Regions from separate parts of the Drosophila melanogaster genome. Here region 1 is linked to region 2. A link is a contact called in public Hi-C data. All regions are on one chromosome and are shown on one strand. The core of a region is the stretch at or near the end of the contact, and the rest is flanking DNA. Distances in the headings are between cores, read along the strand shown.

Region 1 (4,097 bases), core at 735-3,234, 69 kb after region 2:
TTGAAAATCTTCACAGCCAAAAAAACTCAGTTTAAAAATTTAATCACGTCAAAACAAAAACTGTGGGTTGGCTGTAAGTGTACTTCCCTGAAACATGGGTAGTTTATCGCATAGTTTAAAATGATGTCGTACAAATAGTTTTGAAACTACAGTTAAGGTTAAAATAATAGCACTACTGCAGGTGGAAAATTGATATCCTAAAAAAAATTATAAATTTTTTTTTTTTTAAGCCAGATTGCATGAATAATAAGTACCATATGTTGCCTCTTTGAGCAATAAATTTTTAGTCTCTCAATTTAACGGTTCTTTTTGTTTTTGGGCACTTGCTGCAAAAGTGCGCGAAATGAGGCGGTAACAAAAATAGCACTGAAAACGTATTTGCTGAATAAAATTAATGGGAGTGATTGCTTTGGTTTTTTTTACGACAAATTTTGAAAAAAAGGTGTTGCATTAAAGGTTTTAATTGAATTTGCTCCAAACGAAGACCAAAAATTCTCTAGTCATGGGTCACGGAAAGCATTGTACCGTCGAAAAAAGAAATTTGATTAAAAACGTGATCTCTGAAGGTAAAACCTACGCTGAAATTGGTCGCATTGTCGGTTGTTCAAACAAAATGATCCGCAAATCACTGCTGTTTGTCGAAAAGAACGAAACGCGGCGAGGAAAGCCTTCAATGTCCAACTTGGATGCTCTCCAAGCATCCAAGCGCTTGGTTCGGCAAAGCAAGAACCCGGTGACGGAACTGAAGATGGAGCTTCAGATATACTGGCTCAACTCCTTAATATGAAAATCTCACCCAAAGCATAATTCATGAACCAACGTGCTCTACCATTTACTGTCTCCGAATAGGACTATAACCGACCAAAATATATTCCGCTACTGCCGCTAATATGTTGACCGCAACTGTACATATATATTAAACATGAATCCATATCATGCTATAAATATTAATGGAATGGAAATCCCAAGCTAAGGAGTTTCCTATGTATGCTATATAAGCATATCTCGTTTTTGCAATAAAAAATTTCCTCTACCTAACACATTAATTGTAAAACTTTGAACAAATTCAGTTCCAAACGTTCAATTTTTTTCCACTTACATATATTCGCACTCAGGCCACTTATTCCAAGCCATTTCGTTATAGAGAATTTATGTAGTTTTAAAGTATATTCACGGCTATTCCAGGATTTCAAATTTGGGCGAGCGTGCACAATATTTGGTAATTTCATTGCAAATGCATATATGCATACTGCACATACATACATACAAATTTGGCCAGCGCCCGAATTTAAATACATATAATAAACCGGTAAAATGTAAGTGCACTTAGTTTAAATGTTTTTAGGCAAAGATTATTGAGAGAAGTAAAACTCGATCTTTTGCATTTGGAATTTTTGGGATATTCTGGTGCACACACATCTATACAAAATGTATATATTTATATGCATACACATGCACATCATATACAGCAAATTTTATTTTGCTGCTATCTTTCCCAATGCATGATGCATTTAATTTCGTATGTGTGAAACGCAGCTAACAATGTATTTAAATAAGAGCCACACTTTTTAAAAATACTATTTACATAAATATAATATATACTTAAGTACATAAAACAAAATGATTGCATGGCCGTTTTTAATTTTTACATACATACAACGTTGTATACCAGTTAAAGAAAATTTGTATTTTCTTAATAATTCTAAAGCAATGCAATATACACTGGAACGTTAAATGATTTTATTACACTTTTTTTAATATTTAGCAAAAAATGACAATTTTGTATGTATATCTGAATTATGGAACGGCGATAGTTTTCTAGTGAACAATCGGAAATCCGGCTTACTGTTTGTTTTCCTATATTTCACTCATTAACTATTATTTCTTTACATCGCAAGTCACTGAACATAATTTCTGTCTATTTTCGAATTACACCACACTTTAATTTACACATCATTGTATGTAAATGTTATCGATACTATAAGGCAGAGGAGAGAATTAAACAACTAGTTGTTAGTCCTAAGACCCGTTCATACCTATCACTATCGATACCTAAATTAACCGATGGCACACTTCAAAATGTAATGTTCACGAGTACATGGAAAATGTCTTGTTGTTACTGTGTAATGACTCGTACGAAAGTAATTTGGAAGGGGTTTGATTCCCAAGCCAGATAATATTTATTATCTCTCTAATTTCCTTGAGCATTATTAAAAAATGAAATAAATATATTTAATATATTCGTTTTCTTTAATATCGATAGTGTGATGAGACTATAAAGGTCTGTTCACAATGAAAATGTAAATTGAAAAATTGGACTTAAGAATTTCATGCTAACAGCTCCTCAATCCACAGCAAATATGTGCGCAAACTGTATCAAAGCATAATTTTGTTATTTAAAATTTCATGGCACAACTTTTTTTTGTTGGCCTTTGTGCACATTTTATGACCTATTGAAATATCTTCAACTGACACCGACTGCAGATGTGCATATTTACACATCTGATTTAAAGCATTGTTGTTATGACCATGTAGTTAGAGACTTAGTTAGTTAGTAAGAAAAAAAAATAATCAATAATTTCACTGTTTTGAGGGCTGATTAGCAATAGAGATTTTTTCTAAGAAATGACATATAGATAAAAGTTAAATGAATTGAATTGCAGGGTGTTTATTTGCACATGTACACATGAAGTGTATTCCACTATTGGCTGCTTACATTCTCAGCTTCGTGCGTGCGCAGTTTGCGGTATTTTTGGCGCTACTAAGGTAAATTCTATCCATAAATCGTCTATCTCACGTTAAACAACAGGATATCAACAACTTGTGGGAAACTGTCAGAAGATACCGTTGACGCACTTTTCAAAAGTTTATTCCCCTAAATCGTAAAATAGAAATGTAGAAAGGAACAAACTTATGGAGAATTGATATTTTCGGAACTATGAACTCTAGAGAGCTCAGAGCATGTAGATTCAAGTGACGCCACATTTTTCAAGATTGTTGCAGAACGTTTGTTGTTTAACCCTACCTCCCACAATCTGCCTTAAAATGTCAGAAATAAAAGGTTTACCCGTTATTCAGATAGTGGGAACAGTGGGCGTGGCTAAAATACGTTTGGCAAATCGATAGAAACAGCCAAGAGAATTTATAAAATAAAATCGAAAAATAATTCTTAAGAGTGGGCATAACAGTTTGGGTGTGGCAAAATTTTTGTGGTATGTCAATATCATGACAGATAATTAAATGAAAACAAAATAACAACACAACGCCCACAGAAATTGTGGGCGTTAGATTGGGCGTGACGTCGTTATGATACAATCTTGCTTATCCAATTCAAATTTAAATGATCGAGTAAATATTTTGAGAAGCACATGCCCAACCGACTAATAACGGAGGGAAATAAGATTTCAAGCAAAATTTTTTGAAGTGCTTTGTAGGATTAAAACTCGAGTGCCTATAATACATGTATACTATAAATTCCATTCTATATGTACAGCCTTTCCGCCGAATACCCCTAAAAAAACGACAACCAAATCCAGTCCGAAGTCACATGTCGAGATAAGGATAATAATGTATTTGTTAAATTTGATACACAGGCACCGTATTACTTATGCGGGGAACTTAGTGCCCTAGCTATTAAGTATCATGGAGAGGTAGCAGTTCCATACGAGGGCGATGAACTGGGCGTAGAGCACCTGGTAGCCCAGCGGCACGAATCTGAAGTTTAGCATCTGTGCGGCCGGCCAGAGCATATAGTTGCGGACCAATATAGATAGGTAGCTATCAAGAATGCGCTGCCGGATTCGGTCGATGGGCTCTCCGTTGGAGAGTGGCACCAAAAAAGACATGGCCATGGTAAAGGGTGGCGCAAAAAGGGTCTGGTCGACCAGCATTTTGGTAACGCCCCGCCGCATTGGCGAGTAGGTTTTGGGAACCCGGGACTCCAAAAAATGGTACCACCGGCGCAAAGTTGGGCCAACGAACACCAGTCCAACGATGCCGAAACGGAGGGTTCGCCCCGCATCCCATTCGTCCAACGATTTCTTATCAAAAAAGAACTGGGATATAGTATCGCCCAGACACATTACCGCCGCCACATT
Region 2 (4,125 bases), core at 336-2,835:
AGTTGTTGAATTTGATTATTTTTATCTTCAGTTACGGATCGCTCTTCGTTTTTTTCCAGGTCTTCAAACCCGTGTAGATCAATAGTTTCTAGCTGTGATTTAGGTCCTGCACTGAACCATTCAGGTTCTTCGTGAATGAGATAGGAATTGCCACGCTTGCTTCGGCTTTGAGTACTGAAAGGCTCCTTACCAGAAATGCGTCGATTATTAATTCCCTGACGATCAAAAGACTTTTTGGAGTCATATTGAAAACGACGATCTGTGACTTCGGGAACACGTTCAACTAACCTTCCACTGAATGTTCGAGAACGATGTTGGCTTTGATTGTGCTGATTAAGACTGCTTGTACTTCCAGATCCATTTGGAGATGTTTCCTTTTCATTCTCAATGCTGGCTTCTACGGTCTTTTCGTTTTTGTAATCCCAATTATCACTTCTTGGCAACAGCCGACCGCTACCAATCCGCCTTTCTTGGCGGGATGTTGAAAATGTAGGTGAAGATGACATGCATTGGTCGTGATCCGGCTGAACAAAATTCAAACATGTCTCAGCAGTATCCAACTCGCTACCCTTACGGCTAGGCGAACTGGCTGCCTTGCCCTTGCTTGCACAAGTGTTTATCCCCTCGTTGCTTTCCTCGCTGTTGCTGCCTTTCGATATGACAAAACGCCTCTTTGCAAATGCCGGCATTAAATGTGAAGATGATATGCTACGGTGATCGATGATATTCAACTTATAGGGCTGTCCATGAGAAAGCGCATCCTTATCTTTATCCTCCCCACTTATTAGAAGAGAATCGGTAGGTACGAAGCGCTGGTAATAGTTGTTTGCCCGTTCTCGATTTCTCATAGCGCGACGTGAACTTATTGAGCTACTATTGGAACAAATTAAGCTCGAGTTATCTGCTTCTGGAGAAAGTCGATTCTTGTTTTGATTAGAATAGGCGCTGGACACGGTTAACGCAGCTGTGTTCAGATTAATTTTCCAAAAACCTAGCGTCTGCAATTCAAGTCGTGTTGAACATTGCGGGCGCTGTCGACTTTTACCTTCATATCTTAGAGCTAACAGGTCTACTTTCGAGTACCTAATGTGAAACAGATTGTTAAAACAATGTTAGTACATATACAAGTTTAAAAAAACAGTACGCGAGAATAATATCGAAAAAGTTGACTAAAATTTACCAATATTTAATCCACATACCTGGCACTAATCTTTGATGTATCCATTGCTAAGGACTATAGTTCACTGTGTAATCTAACTTATTACAGAAAGTCGAAAAAGTTAAGATATCCAAAATTATTAAAAACAGAACACTCTCCTATATGAACGGGAGAAATTGTACAATGAATATACAAATAGTACACACCACTTATGCAAACACACACTTTGAAAAATTAATATATATATATATATATACGTATTTTAAGGCCATATATATGACTGTTGAGTTTCATGAGAATATAATCCCAAGACGCTTACATACATATATAACAATTTTTAATGCTCACAATGTTGCGATTAGCTTTGTGAATATCACGCTAAATTGGAGTGGGATATAGACATTGAAAATATTTTGTTCTTATTGAACCTTAAGGCATTATATATATTAATATTGAAACATTAAAAGAGAAACACCGTGAAACAATGGAATTTTGAAGTTGTGACATTTGTGGGAAAAGAAATTCTAGGTTTTTCCTACTGGTGCTAAAGCGATACCAGACTAAGCATATCTGTCCGTTCGTATGAGCGTCGAGTAAAGGTGCCGAATGTTTTCTAAAATGATTAATATTATTATTTACACTTGAAAAACAAAAAATAAATTTTATTTATGTAACGTCGATGTTTTATAAAATAGTTTATATGATTATTTACATTTGAAATACTCATAATATATAATATAAATAAGAATATTTTTATATTATTAAACTATTAAATTTTAAATTTAATATAAAACAAATCAAGAAATTATAATCAGGCATGCATTACCGAATAATCGTAATTTGTTTCCGAATTCGATTTGATTTCGTAAAATTTTTTGCTGTCGGAGTGTTTTCTGTACAGTAAACAGCTGTTTAAGCTGTTTTCCAGCGGACACCTTTTTCACAATTTTAATTCCGATGTTCGCATTTAATTTTTTACTGCATTTTGACCGTTTAATTAATTAAATTAAATAGCATTACTTACGAACACTATAGGCCATCTTTTAAATTAAGATAATTAATTCTTTTATATTTTATAAGTAAGTTTAGTCGACGCACGCATGACCCCATGCCAAATCGAAAATTTTTTTTGCCGACGGCAAAATTTTGTATGTCAAATTTTTAATGGGGTCAGAAATAAATTGTATATAAAATAAATAATGAATATAAATAATTAATATAAATCAATAGACCACTGAGTAAACTATTTTTTCCCTTGGTAAATAATATCTTACGTGATATAAAAATGGGCATATACTTTTCATTTCGGCCAGACAAAAGTGTCCGTTTTACAAATCGAAAAATCCTTACGAATTTGAAAACCGGAGCACCGATCTTGCGTTTTAAAATGCCAAATCGAAAATTTTTGTTGCCGACAGCAAAATTTTGTATATCAAATTTTTGATGGGGTCAGAAATAAATTGTATATAAAATAACTAATGAATATAAATCAATAGACTACTGAACTATTTTTTCCCTTGGTTAAGATCTAACGTGATATAAAAATGGGCATATACTTTTCATTTCGGCCAGACAAAAGTGCCCGTTATACACATCGAAAATCCTTACGAATTTGAAAACCGGAGCACCAATCTTTAAAATCGAAATCGTAAAGTACTTCGATTAACGGAGCGTGCCCGATAGATTGATTTTGAAATTTTTTGTAGGTGTACACAGTTATACAAGGAAGTGCACGCCTAACGCTAAAATATGCTGCCGGCGGTCTGATGAAACATGCACGGAATAAGTGTTCGGTCGACTTCGGGAATGATCTTCGTGCACAATGTCTAGAAAATGACATCATGTTCCACACAATGTCATGGTCTATCAAAATCTATAGAGGTTTAGAGTTAAATACATAGCTATTTTTATAGTCATAGTCCCCTTTTTTTGAGAATATACGATAGTTTTGGTTATGGTCTAAGAGTGCGTCACCCAATTTCTATATGCCGTCCTGCATTGACCTAACGGTCTCTACCCACCCATTAATGAAGATAATGACGGCGGTATCGTAAGGATGGCAAAATAGGGATGGTATGGCACAGTACGAAGAAATGTGGTACAAATAAAGCCATATGTCGAGTTATTAAAAATCAAAGTTTTTCATATTTTTCGTATGGTGAGAATTTGTCGTCACATACCATGTCCAAGGGAGTAATAATTTGAAATAAATTGTTAAAGATTATCATACCAAAGACATTAGAATAACAGGATGCGTAACGTCTTACGATTTTTTGGCACACGGTTTTTTCGCCGTGGCTCCAGGCCCCCTCGAATTTTTGTTCGAGAGCGAGAGAGCGGAGAGCGCTACAGCGCACAGCTCTTTTCTACGCATACAGTGATAGCAGACAACTGTGTGTGTGCACACGTATCCATGCATTGTAAATTTGACAATATATGTACATATGTATGCCCTTCACCTTAGAAGTTCATAGACATTAAATCTATATTATTTTTGATCAATTGGCACCGTGCGAAAAATTCTTGTTTTGCATTGCCTTAACGTTATTATTATTTAAATATAGCTTAGAAATAGTAAAAGCCGAATCATAATGTCACAAAATAAATTTTAAAAATGACTGAATGAAATGAAATGAATGATTCAGCTTGCGACTTGTGAAAAATTAATAAGACATTGTTGAGTGCTTTCGTCTGCACTTCGTGCCTCAAGATATACTTCCAATAAACAGTTTTCATATTTTTGTTTATGTTATAAATTTGTATTTTCTACTACGTATTATTTTTATGGAATATTTATTTCTCAATATAATGTCTTCTATTTGGGAAATTTATGTTTTAAATTACAGTAGTTATACTTCCTTGGTATTTTCCTTAATTATTTAGTATATTTATTAAGTCATTTGACTTAATATGATGTATGTAAATGATCAATTTTTATTATTTAACATGCACATTAGATTCAGTTG

Evidence for each region. Hi-C and Micro-C count contacts between places; a contact is called where the count stands out from the background.
Region 1: a Hi-C map of the Kc167 cell line shows a contact between it and region 2, with 2.7 times the contacts expected there. The contact joins the promoter of PlexA here to the promoter of 4E-T in region 2. A contact is called at or near these places in 21 of 107 Hi-C or Micro-C datasets (the Clone 8 cell line, the Kc167 cell line, the OSC cell line and 8 more).

The regions. Positions count from the first base shown.
Region 1 is chr4:1,025,117-1,029,213 of dm6, forward strand. It overlaps PlexA (Plexin A), which reads right to left and starts at 1,985. Exons shown (of 10, transcript NM_001258499.2): 1 at 1,654-1,985. Mpv17 (Mitochondrial inner membrane protein MPV17) reads right to left here. Exons shown (of 1, transcript NM_143687.4): 1 at 3,559-4,097. The coding sequence ends at 3,627. It also overlaps asRNA:CR44031.
Region 2 is chr4:956,807-960,931 of dm6, forward strand. 4E-T (eIF4E-Transporter) reads right to left here and starts at 1,586. Exons shown (of 8, transcript NM_166798.2): 1 at 1,200-1,586; 2 at 1-1,083. The coding sequence starts at 1,225. It overlaps lncRNA:CR45201 (long non-coding RNA:CR45201), which reads right to left and starts at 2,628. Exons shown (of 1, transcript NR_123751.1): 1 at 2,418-2,628. It also overlaps asRNA:CR44030.